Linked DNA regions of Mus musculus: region 2 is linked to region 1. Evidence: chromatin contacts called from public Hi-C data. All regions are on one chromosome and are shown on one strand. Each heading gives the region's core, a stretch centred on a gene start, on an enhancer-like site or on the middle of the called end of the contact. The rest is flanking DNA. Distances are from core to core; before and after follow the strand shown. Region 1 has its middle 470 kb from the start of Zfat. Region 2 overlaps Zfat (zinc finger and AT hook domain containing).

Region 1 (2,734 bases), core at 135-2,634:
GAGAGCTTTGGAGAGGTTAAATAGAACTCTTTAGTGATTGTTCACTGAGCTCATTTAGCATTGTTCCCTATGAAGTCTTGCCCTGTGTGAACCACAAATCTGCACATTCTCCTTGCTTTATTGGAATCTTTGGCTACCCTGGCATTGCGGAAGGGAGAGATTTCAGGAAACAGAGGGCCAGACTTGGTGTATCTTCGTGCTTCTAGTGGTTATAGATGGGTTTTTCCATTGCCATTTTTGAAAGAGAGGGAGCTGCTGTGTTCTCCAATAGAAGAAAACTAAGTGACCTTGTCTCACGGGAAGTCCATGCTATATAGGGTCATGATTGACAGCTTGGCTGACTGAATGAATGAATGAAGAGTGAATGGCAACCTAGAAGAATGTGTTTCTCTTCTTCTTAGGTTCATTGCTCTCTCTCATTCTCTTTTCATCAAAATTTGTTCAAAAAAGCAGACCCACAAACTAAAACATAAACTCTAAAACACTTGAAAGGCTGAAGGAGAGGATAGGGAGGTAGCAGAGTACGTGAGCATCTGACTTTGGATCCTAAGAACCTACATAAAAGCCAAGTGCAGCCTTGCATGCCTGCAATCTCAGCACTGGTAGGAAGAAGACAGTTGGATCCTCGGGGCTCACGGACTGGCCAGTGCTGCAGAGACAGTGAGCTCTGGGTACAGTGAGAGACCCTGACTCCAACAAAACAAAATAAAATAAGATAAAACAAAATAAAATGAAAGAAAGAAAAGAAAGGAAAATGATAGGTGGTAAATGACAGAGAAGATGCTGTTGCTCTCCTGTCTCTTAATTTATGTGCATAGGAGAGAAAGCACACACATACACATACATACACACACACACACACACACACACACGCCCCTCATCCCCCCAACTATGAGAAACAATCTTTAGTGTTAGTGTCTTGGCAAAGGGATTTTGAACTTAAAGTAAAAGTGTGGTTTATGTAAGGTTTTACTTAAAAGTCTCCCATTCCCTGAATTAAAAAAAAAAAAAAAAAAAAAAAAAAAAAACCTTTTACATTGCAAAGTTCTATTAGCAGAAAAAAAAAAAAAGACTTGCTACAGATTGGGAGACTATATTTCCAAATTTCCAGACCATCTATTCAATCAAGGATACCATTTAGAAAGTGAAAAATAGATCCATAGAAAACAACTAAAAAAGCCAAATCTCTTAAAATCCAAAATTTTATATTCAATTAAATCCAAACATAAAATGGAGAATAGGCTTGGACAGCTCATTCACTGAAGAGGATATACAGATGGTAAATAAGGACTTTAAAAGACAGATAACATCATTTGCTACTGGGGAGATGCAGGATAAAACACAGTAATGCCTGACTGCCCACCCACCAGGATAGTTAAAATCTAAACCAGTGGAAACATCAAAGGCAGAGGCAGCTGCTGACTATGCCAGAAAACAGCTCAGAAGACAGTTGGGTAGTTTCTCTTAAAAAAGAACAGATGCATCTACAATCCAGAATGTGTGGATCTGAATATTTTCCCTAGAGAGATATAGATTTATGTACACACACACACACACACACACACACACAAAGCAATGCATGGCACATGAAAATTTTGTGAGGTTTATTTCCGTGTTCCCAAGCTGGAAACAACCACAAGCCCTTTGTCATTTGAAGGGTTAAACTAGCCACTGTCCATCTATGGTATGCCATGTATCCAAAAATGGAAGACAAGAAACCACCAAAGCACATAGCAACCTCGATGGCTCTTCGGAGGAACATGCTGCATAAAATGCCATTTGTTTCTGTCTCTGAGACTTCAGCATATGCTGCTGTGTCCAAGGCTCAGTGAACTTTCCAGAAGAGGGAATGAAAGAGCCTGAGAGCCGGAGGAAGGGGAGATGAGCAGAAAACAAACAAACAAACAAACAAACAAACAAACAAACAGCAAAAGGAACCACTGCTCTCAGGAATTCCCTGTAGGCATGATTATTTGCATAATGCCTGCAAATAGTGACATAATATGACCTCAACATTTTATCCCAGTTGGGGGAGGGTCTTACTAAACCTCTCCTCTCTCTGAGTGACTATGGGCAATTAATGGTTGTTGGAAGAGGGTATCTCTCTCTTTCTTTTTTAAAATAGCTTCACCATTCATAAGTTTTCCTTGCTCCAGTAAATTAACTGCCACCCACAGTTGGGCAAGAAACTCATTAAATGCATTGGAGCACACAGAAAGAAGGTACAGAAGTAAGAGCAGGTCTCCTTGAGAATGGCTCTAGCAGAAGAGGGCACTGAGAGAAGGGACTGGCAGGGTAACAACAACAACAACAACAACATGAATTCATTATATAAATAAGAAACTGTCAATTAAGGATCTCTAAAAGACGAAACCCCAAAGGGTTTGTAGACATTGTGATTGTTTTGAAGTAGATAAGTTACAAGTTTGCAGACGAGAGTTGTGGCTGCCAGAGGGGTTATTGTGGAGGGTCTGATGGAAGTGTTCTTAGAAAGGGCAACAAGAGGCATTCTCTTGAGGACAGAACCATTCTTTCTCAGTACTGTTGGAGTGGACATCTGAATCCACACTAAGGATCAAATTGTACGCATGTGTCGAAGTAAACCTACATCGTATGAAACAGGTCAGTGGGTGGCTTCATTGTCAACATTCGGCTATGAGACTTCACCCCAGCCCTGAAAGTTGTTATCCATGAAGAAAAACCGTGAGGAGACACAGGGAAATCTCTGTATGTG
Region 2 (2,700 bases), core at 200-2,699, 420 kb before region 1:
TTTGGCCTTGGCGTTCCCCTGTACTGGGGCATATAAAGTTTGCATGTCCAATGGGCCTCTCTTTCCAGTGATGGCCGACTAGGCCATCTTTTGATACATATGCAGCTAGAGTCAAGAGCTCCAGGGTACTGGTTAGTTCATATTGTTGTTCGAGATCTGTTTTTTGTAAGCCTCTGTACTGCTGGAATTAAAGGAATGTATCACTACTACTTCCATTTTGAAAAATATTGACAGCCTGTATATGATACTTGTGACTGTTTTGCTAGGTGTCACAACCCCAAACAATTAGCAAATGTCAACTGTTGTCATTTTTAAAAGCCATATGACATTTTTGCATAGTTCTATAGTCCCGGGGCATTAGTACTGTTTTTTGTTTGTTTGTTTTTGTTTCTTTGCTTGTTTTTGAGACAGGGTTTCTCTGTATAGCCTTGCCTGTCCTGGAACTCACTTTGTAGAACCAGGCTGGCCTCGAACTCAGAAATCTGCCTGCCTCTGCCTCCCAAGTGCTGGGATTAAAGGCGTGTGCCACCACCACCAGGCTAGTACTGTTTTAATGTAGTATTTAACATGCAGTTTTATCATTAGTCTTTGCATGTTATTTTGACTTCGGTACAGGCCTCATCACATGGTTTGGGGGTGAAGAAGGACCGCTTTACATTTCAGCACATGTGGCTGTTGTCAGAATGACCTGCCACCTCAGGTCTCCCTGCTCCCTTCCAGCTGAGACTGTGTCCACCTTGCCTTTGTCCTCTTGGCCTCCACTGAGTCAGTAGTTATCCTGCTGTTCTCATGCAAAGCAGGCTTTAAAACTTTCAATCTGTGGCCACTCATGAGGAATGGATTCTCTATGTACATGGCTAGGTTATTGGCTATTTGTGTTCGTAGATGGCTGGGGTAGTCCTCATTCATATGATTAACTCACTCTGCATCTGGACTGTCCTATGTACTTAAATTATTTCCCACAGTTTATCATTTACTCTCTAATGTCTTTTGCATTTCTTTTCTACTCTTTTTTATACTAGCGTAGACAACTGTCATCATGTCCTCCAATGATGAAAATATACTTCTGTATATTTTTGTTTCTGGTGTGCTTTCATTCAGTCTACATATTTTAAAGTTATAATTTGGAAATTGTATTTCTCCATAACTTGAGAAGTAAGGACACACACACACACACACACAAAACCAATACATTAATGTAAAGAAATTCTTAATAAATATTATTTAGTTAATGAATTATTTAAAAATATAAGGTCTACAGAGAAGATAGGGTCTTGCAATTCAAAGTCTAAAAACCCCTTAAAATTAAACATTGTGCTTTGGAGTTGCAAAGACAGTGCAAAACGGCCCCATGTCCCCACCCCTCACACAGAGCCAAGGAGTATCAAGATTCCCAGTGTGCCCTGTGGTTCAGTCACTTGTTGCCTGTATAGATTTGTCAGCCATATTGCCAGCAGGTGGCAGAGTTGCCCTGTTCCCTCAAAGCTCACCTGTTGCTGCTCTTTTACCCACATTGGTCTCCCAACACTTGCCCACTGATCTAGTCTCCAAATCTGTGATTTTGTCATTCTGAGAATGCTGTGTAAACTGAACAACACAGTATGTGTTTCTGTAAGATTGGTTAAAAAAGAACTGGGCATTTAAGCTCCTTTTCTAATTTAGTCCCTGAGGAATTTAAGTCTAGCCAAGGTGTTTATCCAGTGTCCCCGTTGGGGGGAGGTAAGGAGCAAGATCTGCTCTTTCAGGCTGTGTCCTGAGCTACCACATTCCTGCCTTAGAAATCCCTGTTATCTCTGCCTTAGGGGGACAGAGCACACTCTTTCCCCAGGCCTCTGGCAGGGAGGGTTTCCTGTACCTTAGTAAGAAATCAAAGTTCCTCTGCAAGCTTCGTACTGTTGGCAGTACATTCTGTGATAATTAGGCAGTGACTGTAGCAAGGCAGGCAGGCACCGTCCTCCTCACAGGATTATCAGTATACATAGTAATAAGCCCCGTGGAAAACATCCTCATCCGTCACTGATCCCCGTGGCCTAAAAGGTCTTCAATTTCACAGATACCTAACGGGAAGGTAGAGCCTCGTTGTTTTCCCCACCTCTGGTCTGGGTGGACGCCTCTCAAGTCTGTAGAAGTGCCCTTATGCCCAGCTGCCTCGGGCTGAGCTCAACATACTGCACGGTGCTCCCTAGGCTACCAAGCACAACATTACAATCGGAAAATAGTCACATAATTCTTCCAGCACATGCACTGTAAAGAGCACTTCAGTGACATTTCAGAAATTGACCTTGACTCCAGAGCTTGTTAAAACAATTAGATGAAAGCAAAATAAGTGTTTTCTCTCTCTCCTCTGAACCCTGGCAAGTTAAAATAACATTTAGAATATGTATCCAACATTTATTTATTTTATTCTGCATTTCAATAGTAAGAGGAACTGGGAAAAGAGTTTTTTCCCCTGTTGTGATGAGGAACAGCTGGTGTTTTTGAAAAACATTTTTCAGCCTGCAGAAATCAATATGTGAAGCTTGTGAAAGTGGCTTCTGAGCCCCCAAAGTTTCCTATTACTGGGGTCATTCCCTGAAAAGAGAACTGTGAAACTCCCCACTGCTCTTGTTAAACATTCCTATGGAAGAACACACAGTAGTTTCCAGGTCTTCTTGAAGACACACTGTGTTCTCCTGGAGTTTTCGACTGTACTTCCTTCAG

What was found. Hi-C and Micro-C count contacts between places; a contact is called where the count stands out from the background.
Region 2: a Hi-C map of cortical neurons shows a contact between it and region 1, with 2.7 times the contacts expected there. The contact joins two enhancer-like sites. A contact is called at or near these places in 2 of 484 Hi-C or Micro-C datasets (both in cortical neurons) and 3 of 115 datasets of contacts at active chromatin or transcription factors (the NIH/3T3 cell line, astrocytes and bone marrow-derived dendritic cells).

The regions. Positions count from the first base shown.
Region 1 is chr15:67,787,456-67,790,189 of GRCm38.p6, reverse strand. No RefSeq gene overlaps it. Among named protein-coding and RNA genes, the nearest start is that of Zfat, 470 kb to the left of the region's middle. Within about 2 kb of position 1,384, at least 1 of the 459 cell types and tissues checked has an H3K27ac peak or open chromatin away from gene starts, as enhancers often do. A contact at or near this core is called in cortical neurons, where this site is marked.
Region 2 is chr15:68,204,055-68,206,754 of GRCm38.p6, reverse strand. The region is part of intron 3 of Zfat (zinc finger and AT hook domain containing); the gene reads left to right. Among named protein-coding and RNA genes, the nearest start is that of Zfat, 53 kb to the left of the region's middle. Within about 2 kb of position 1,449, at least 25 of the 459 cell types and tissues checked have an H3K27ac peak or open chromatin away from gene starts, as enhancers often do. A contact at or near this core is called in cortical neurons, where this site is marked.